Linked DNA regions of Sus scrofa: region 1 is linked to region 2. Evidence: chromatin contacts called from public HiChIP or PLAC-seq data. All regions are on one chromosome and are shown on one strand. Each heading gives the region's core, a stretch centred on a gene start, on an enhancer-like site or on the middle of the called end of the contact. The rest is flanking DNA. Distances are from core to core; before and after follow the strand shown. Region 1 has its middle 320 kb from the start of YIPF5. Region 2 has its middle 100 kb from the start of NR3C1.

What was found. HiChIP or PLAC-seq counts read pairs in DNA pulled down with a chosen protein or histone mark.
Region 1: a contact with region 2 is called in an H3K27ac HiChIP or PLAC-seq map of alveolar macrophages. The contact joins two enhancer-like sites. A contact is called at or near these places in 5 of 47 Hi-C or Micro-C datasets (heart right ventricle, liver and skeletal muscle) and 2 of 2 datasets of contacts at active chromatin or transcription factors (alveolar macrophages and skeletal muscle).

The regions. Positions count from the first base shown.
Region 1 is chr2:145,350,306-145,353,927 of Sscrofa11.1, forward strand. No RefSeq gene overlaps it. Among named protein-coding and RNA genes, the nearest start is that of YIPF5, 320 kb to the right of the region's middle. Within about 2 kb of position 1,371, at least 2 of the 83 cell types and tissues checked have an H3K27ac peak or open chromatin away from gene starts, as enhancers often do. A contact at or near this core is called in alveolar macrophages, where this site is marked.
Region 2 is chr2:145,032,111-145,035,759 of Sscrofa11.1, forward strand. No RefSeq gene overlaps it. Among named protein-coding and RNA genes, the nearest start is that of NR3C1, 100 kb to the left of the region's middle. Within about 2 kb of position 1,436, at least 5 of the 83 cell types and tissues checked have an H3K27ac peak or open chromatin away from gene starts, as enhancers often do. A contact at or near this core is called in alveolar macrophages, where this site is marked.

The DNA.
Region 1 (3,622 bases), core at 121-2,620, 320 kb after region 2:
ATGCCTACAGGGCCAGCAGCTTCCCTACTCTGCCTAGAGAGCAGAAGACACATGGGCTCAGATGGAGAAAGACTCTGAGGAAGGTCAGGGAGATTTTGGAGCAGGAACAAGACCACCACTAAATTGACCTTCCCTGGAGTCCAGGTTGGACAAGAGAAGTCAGAAACAGGGAGGGAGCCTGAGAGCATAGCAAAGGCCGACTAGGATCCAAGGGTGTGTGAGAGGAACATACACAAGAGGCCACAATTCAGAAGGACTGGAAACTTCAAGATCACAGCAGAGAAGACCGCTTTGAGGCAAGGCTTCCAGGTAACCAGAGTGGAAAAGGATATCCTAAGAGCCAAGGTCAAGAAACTGGTGGACCGAGAGCTGAGGTCACCAGAGATAATAGTTTACCACTTGTCACTATTCATGGTACCTATAACTGCAATCCCACATTATTTGTTGGTTTATTTGCTATCTTTTTTTTTTTTTTTTTTACCACCCCAACTAGATTATACTCAAGGGCAAGGACCAGGTATGTCTCAGTGTGATATCTAGGATCAATCATAATCAGAGATACTTGTTGCATATTTGGAGGATAAATGAGTGATTGAAGGGTTAGGGTTGTGACTGTACTTCAATCTCTCATTTGTCCTTTCACATTTGAAGGTGACTGTGCTTTCAGAAGTTGGGTGATGTGAGTGAAAACCATTTGAGAGTTATGAAGACATAATTTTACTGAGCTATTCAACCTCAGGATTTATATACAATTGCTCGTATTGTTTTTAGGTCCTGAATTTATTCTCTCTACCTTGAAAGTGCATGTTCTTCAAAGGCAAGAGCAAAATTCTATATAATACTTCATTTCTATTCCCAGAGCACTCAGCCTAGGGCTGTAATAATACTAAGTGGATGCATATCAGCCTTGAGGAGTGGGGTGGGGTGGTAGTTAAACATTTTTGTAGTTACACAGAACCACTTCTGTCAATGCTGTTTGACAGAAGCTTCCATATCAGCAACATAAGGACAAAAAGGAGGACATAGCTCATAGGGTTGATACAAAGCTTAAATGAGAGAATGTGTATAACCATTTATCAGTGCCATGTGCACAGTTGTCCATGCATGGTAGCAAAAGATAAAAAGAATTTTTACTCTGTTGTTTAGACCATGTGAGCTATTGCATTTAGGGTTTGTCATTATCTGCATCAATTATACTCTCATGCTCTTCTTGGAACCTTGCCCCAAAGGAACACTTCCTTTCCTGGTTTGCTTCAGCAGCAAGGATTCTGCCCCAGCACCAGTCTTCCGCAGGACCAGTTTGGTCTGCCAGCTCTGGTGGAGGGGAGGGGCGGGGCTGATGACCCCAGAGGCCAATCTGGGTGTGCACAGCTGCATGCTGCCCTCTGGTGGTGGCCTTTTGGGCTGCCCCATCTCTGCACTGGACTTTCCCAGGGCTGTGCTGACCGAAAGGTACAGGGACAAACCACAGAATGAGCACCCATAGGGAATTGCCTCGAGGATTACGGGCTGGTGATGAGGGATGCACTGCACCAACTATTCTATTTGGCTCAGTTCCTCTTATGCATTATGGGGATGTGCAATCTATACCAGTGAAAAACTCAGTATCTTCAAGCATTATAAGGTCTTTGGAGCTCAGGTGACATGGTTCCAAGGCTTTGAGAGGGGGAGTAATCAGCCTAAGATCACACTACTCAGCTGTGACATTGGCCTCTTAAGTTCTGTGTGATGGTTCACCTGCCAGACTGCTTTCCTTCTGTAAGGAAAAGTCGGGGTTCTTGCCATAAGAGAGAATTTCCTACAGGAAGGCTTCAGCATTGCCTCAGGTGAAATTACCCTAAAAGACCACAGAAGACCCGGGAGCCCACCTTGTTTCTTCCCTTTCCTTCATGCTTTCTACTCAATAGCAAGTCAGACTCTTCACTTTCCCATCTCCCATAGCTGTTCCCTGTTTCCCACCTCATCTGTACTAAGCAGCACTATGCAGGAGTTCTTTGGCTTGGATGACTACACTGCTTTCCTACAATCACCAGCCCCCTCCCTGAAGTACCCTCTTTCCCCAGGATCCTCCTTCTCTCATTATTCTTGATCATGTTTCCCTATTCCTTCATAGCAGGAATCACTATTCATAATTTCTTCTTTCTTTCCTTAATGAATATCCTCTATGAAGAATAACTTCCAGGAAAGCAGAGCTCTTGTCTTCCCACTGCTATATTCTCAATGTCTGGTACATAATAGATGCTCAGAAAGGTGCTTGTTGTGGGAAAAACTGCACTTTAGATCTTGAGCAACTTGCTAAATTTCTACAACTTGCAGCTGCTCCCTTGCCATGTCCAACTGCACAGAATCATCTTAATCAGACTGTGCTCTTATGTTGGTTGTCTGAGTGAATGAGCACATAGAAGGGGTCTCATTTCCCCCAGAGCAAGCCTTGTGTGCATGTTTATACATGCATAGAGCAAATTTTATATATTTATACAAATTACATTTCTGCCTCCATGTCATTTACAATAGCTAGTGAATACGTGTTCCTTCTCCTATGCCTCACTGTAAGTCACAGTAACAAGATTTTACAGCACTAAATGCCATCCCAGTACATTAATACAAACTTGATATTATGTTAATTTGGTGGTGGTTTCTCCCTGTAACTAGGCATTCTGGAATCATATCCAAGAAAAATAATTGAATAGGGAAAGAGACTGTAGTTGCCATTAAATTAAAACCAGAGATCATGTTGTGTGTTATTCTTCTCTGGTTCCACCTATAGCAATAACTGGAAAGGGGTCCTTAAGGGTGAGTAATTGGAATCAAAGTCACAAGAGCCAGAAATCATGAACCAGTCTCTTTCAACACTACAGTAAATGCCACCAGAGAACGAAGGCTGGGTAGGAAACTATGCATGCGAACAAATAAACACCGCAGTAAAGAAGTATGCAGGAGAACGGTGATAATGTACACACAGCATCATGCCTCCTTTTGACTCAGCAACAATAATCTTGTTACACAAGAGTGATATTTCAGTCAGATCTGGCCCTCGATGTAGAAGGCTCTGAGTCACCTGCCTGGGGGAAGCTGCAAACATTTCACACTTTTACAGACAGCAGCAAGCTAACAGAATTACAGTCTGGCTCACTAAGCACACATCCCTTGGTTGTGCCAGCCTCTCTTTAGAGCAAAGCTGCTCCCTCAAAGGCATACTACCATTACTCTCCCTGCACCATTGCCTCCTTATCTGCACAGCCTTCTCTAAGGTACATGCAAAGTGAAAAGAGGGTACGTTGAAAAGGGAAGAAATGCAATTGATGACAGTCCTTCAGACTTGTTCATCAGATCCACCCATTAGCCTCTTGATGACACTAGGCTCTCCTGTGTCTTACCTTCTCTTTAAAGTAAAAATCATTTGTGTCAGCTTAAGTGATGGTCAAATAGTCTTTTTTTTTTTTTTTTTTTTTGCCTCCAAATAATGTGTACCCTTTCACTGTCTGTGGTTCGGTGTGTAAGGAATATATGCTTTCTTATCCAAGATTTGAACACTTGAGGAAAATCTCTAAGATCCTTTGGGGGAAAGGGACTAATAACACTGGGAAGTCAAGGTTAGTAATCCCATGAGCCTGAAAGAAGG
Region 2 (3,649 bases), core at 186-2,685:
TGGTGTGCACAGGTAACCAGAGATGCGAATGCCTTCTGTAGAAATTGGCGTGTTTCTCTTATTCTGTGCTCACACCTTACCTATATCCCTCCCCTGGTAAGCATTTCCATCCTGGCCCAATGCCACTGTGGCTAAGGTTCTCCATGCCTTTTCTTCTGTCTCCTGTTTCTGTCTCTCCACATTCAGCCCAACCTTTTCCTTCCTTCTTCCCTTCAAGCAGTTGTGTCCTACCACATCTCTTATTAGGAGGTAAGAAATTAAATTCTTTTCTAAATAATATGTACTCATTTTGCCTATGCATCTTCCTCTAGCCATATCTACGAAAGGAAAGCAATGGGGAGGAAAACACTCTGAGTTCCAAGAGAGGGAAAGATTTAACAAACAAATTGACTGCAAGTTATTAGGGATTGATTATATTTTCCTCCTGTGGCTATTAGTGGGTTTAAGGTAATTTTCACAAAAGGCAGAATTCAAGCATTAGGAGGAGAGATAGCTGTCTCTCTGGCAAAGAAGGGACAGCACCTGGGGCTGGGCTTCTCTGCATGTGCACAGGATTAGCCTTTGTGTAGAAACCAAAAGTTTATGCAATAACTTGGGTGGATCTTGTAATTTCATTCCTGAAGTGTGCAACAAACTTTTTCTCCTGAGAAAGCCTACATTTGAATGACATATTTGAGATCACAAGAGCCCTCAAATTTCAATTTTAATTAGCTGAAACAATCTGACATTTTTTGGTGTAGAAGCTGTGAGGCTTAATGATTATTTTCATCTCCAGAATAGTCTTTAGGAAAAACAAAATAGTTAAGGTAATTTCCATAAAGACTCACGTTCATGGCAGCAAACCGCATTGATAATTAAACCCATTTGGAGAGATGGGTATGGAATTCAACTAACATCTTGTTTCTCTGCAGGAAGCATTTCGATATCTCCCATATCGCTGACTGTCACTTGGGACTAAGAAAATTTTAGAATGTAAGAGGAAGATGGAAGAAGCTTCTTGGAAGCAAATAAAATAGCCTATTAGGTCACGGTGATCATGCAAGGAGTCCCTGTGGGTTTTGCATTGAGCTTGGCTTTATAGAAAATACAGATTGAGGCAATTAGTCCTTTCCAATTTTAAGCAAGCAGTAGCAATGGGAAGTATGCCAGGAGGGATGATTAAGGATTAAACAGCATGGGAACTTCATCAGAAGCTCCTCAGTTTTGTTGCCAGCACCTGATCTTTCTACATCAGCACCTCCTTGATTATGGAAGGTGGGGGTGCTTCTCCTGGACCCCACCCCTTAGCCCACTTACCGCTCAAGGGAAAGTTATGGAAGAGAAGGATCCTGTCTCCACCAGCTTCTAAGAGGGAACACAGCCAAGAGAGGCAGGAAGAAGCATGCTCACTTCCAACCTTTTTGGCAAGCTCAGGGGGAGCAAAAGCCATTGCCAATTCTATTTTTTAATACAGATTCAAGCAGGGTTGTGTCTACACATGCAAAGGGAAGTGCACAGTGCTCTGTGTTAAACAGCATAACACCTTTTTTTTAATTAAAAAAAAAAAGAAGCCTAAGCCTTTGCCCGACCATCCAGGTATTCGTTTTCCATATGGTTGGTCCACACGGCAGCGTGAGTCTGGAGAACCGCAGTGTCTCCTGCGGTCATAGGCAGGGGACCCAGTTGCATACCGCTCACCCCACCTATCACAGGTGGGCCAGGCACCAGCACCCGTAAAGGAACTCTCTTTCCTTCTGGAAATAAAGTTGAGCTCCTAGGTCTGGCGAACCTTGACATGCGAGGCACTTTGGTGCTCAGAGTTGGAGAGCCATCAAGGGAGAGGAAGATAACAAAGGGGAATCAGTGGGGGATAAATTAGGAGTTTGGGATTGACATATACACACTATTACATGTGAAATAGATAACCGACAAGGACCTACCTATAGCACAGGGCGCTATACTCAATATTTTTCAATAACCTATAGGGGAAAATACTCCGAAAAAGAATACATAATACAAACATGCATATATAACTGAATCACTGTGCTGTACACCTGAAACTAACACGGTATTGTAAATCAACTCTACTTCAATAAAACAAAAAAAGAAGAGGGAGGAGAGAGAGAGGAAAAGAATACTCGAGTCCCAATTCTCTCTCTAGCCTGGGAAGAGTTCCCACAGCCTGTTCCCCAATGATATTTAAAAAGTCAATTTGACATTTTCCATGAAAATTCAGACTCAACAGATCATACAGAGAGAAACACTGATTTATTTAGTTTGTACTACATTTTAACAGCCTTTTTATATTCTAGTTTTTTTTTTTTCTTCCCTTGGCTGCACTCATGGCCTATGGAAGTTCCCTGGCTGGGGATTGATCCTGCAAAGGCAAAGCCAGATGCTTAACCTGCTACACCACAGAGAGAACTCCTATTCACTGAAAATGTACCCTGGTCTGATGCCATCTCAAATAATGTCGCAATAGGCATCCTTATCCGTGGGCCTTTATATACTTGCTCAAGCTTCAGTCAAATTCTTAGAAGTGAAACTGATGGTCAAAGGGCGTTTGTCTCTTCTGAGTGTTCTGCCATGCTCAGCTGTGCCTGCTGAGTACACCGTGTGTGTTAAACAGGAGGCAGCACAGCACTGCCATCACTACAGCTTTGCCATCAGCCAGTGCCAGCTCTGCACCTCAGAGCCTGCGTGACCTTGTGTAAGTTATTGACCTTTCAAAACCAGAGTTTGCCATCTATTGACTAGAACAACACTAATCGCATATGAGGTCGCCATGGGCCAGGTACTGTTTTAAGTGCTCCGTTCATTTACTTCTCAAATAACCTTATGAGGTAGGTGCTATTCATATCTCCTTTTAGAGATGAGGAACTAGGCACAGGGAGGGCACTCAGTTTACCAGGATCACACAGCTAAGGAAGTAGTGGGGTCACTTTTCCCCCCAGGAAGCCTGGCTCCAGAGCCTATTTTTTAAATGTCCTTCTAGGGAAGGTGATGACAAAATATGATAATGAAAACAGAGGATGATATGATAATGATAATGATATATGATATTGAAAACAGAGGACAATATGCAAGTAGGTGGGGAGGTGAGAGAGAGAAGGAGAAAGAGAGAGAGAATTTAGCGTGGTATGTGGCCCTCGGTGACTTCATGCAGCCTGGCAAGAGCAGAGGTATAATGCAAAGCCTTTCTTCAAGGCACATCCCTTAAGAATGAACAAGCTGGCCTGATGGATTTCCTTAAGATTTCATTTTTATGAAGAGGAAGCCTGGGAACAGAGAAGCATGTGACTCTGGAGATCTGTTAAATCTTTTAGCCCAGAAACCAACAGAATCACAGGAATTCATACATTTCTTAGACTGGGAATTAATGGCACTGATGAAGGAAGTTGTAATGACCATGAAAGATGAACCTTCCAGCTGAGGAAGCCAAAACGGGGGGTGGGGTGGGGTGGGGTGGAGCTAGCTATGGAACACGACCTTGGCTGGGAACAGCGGACTGTCAGGCTGGACCATCTGGGGAAATTCTTTCCGATCAAGTAAAGTGTGATATTCCAGAAGGGACGGGCGGGGCTCCTGAAGAGAGAGGCAGGTTGTTTCAGGTTAAGTGCTTGACAGGCATCATCTCATTTAACCCTCACAACAGTTGTATCTGAGGTAA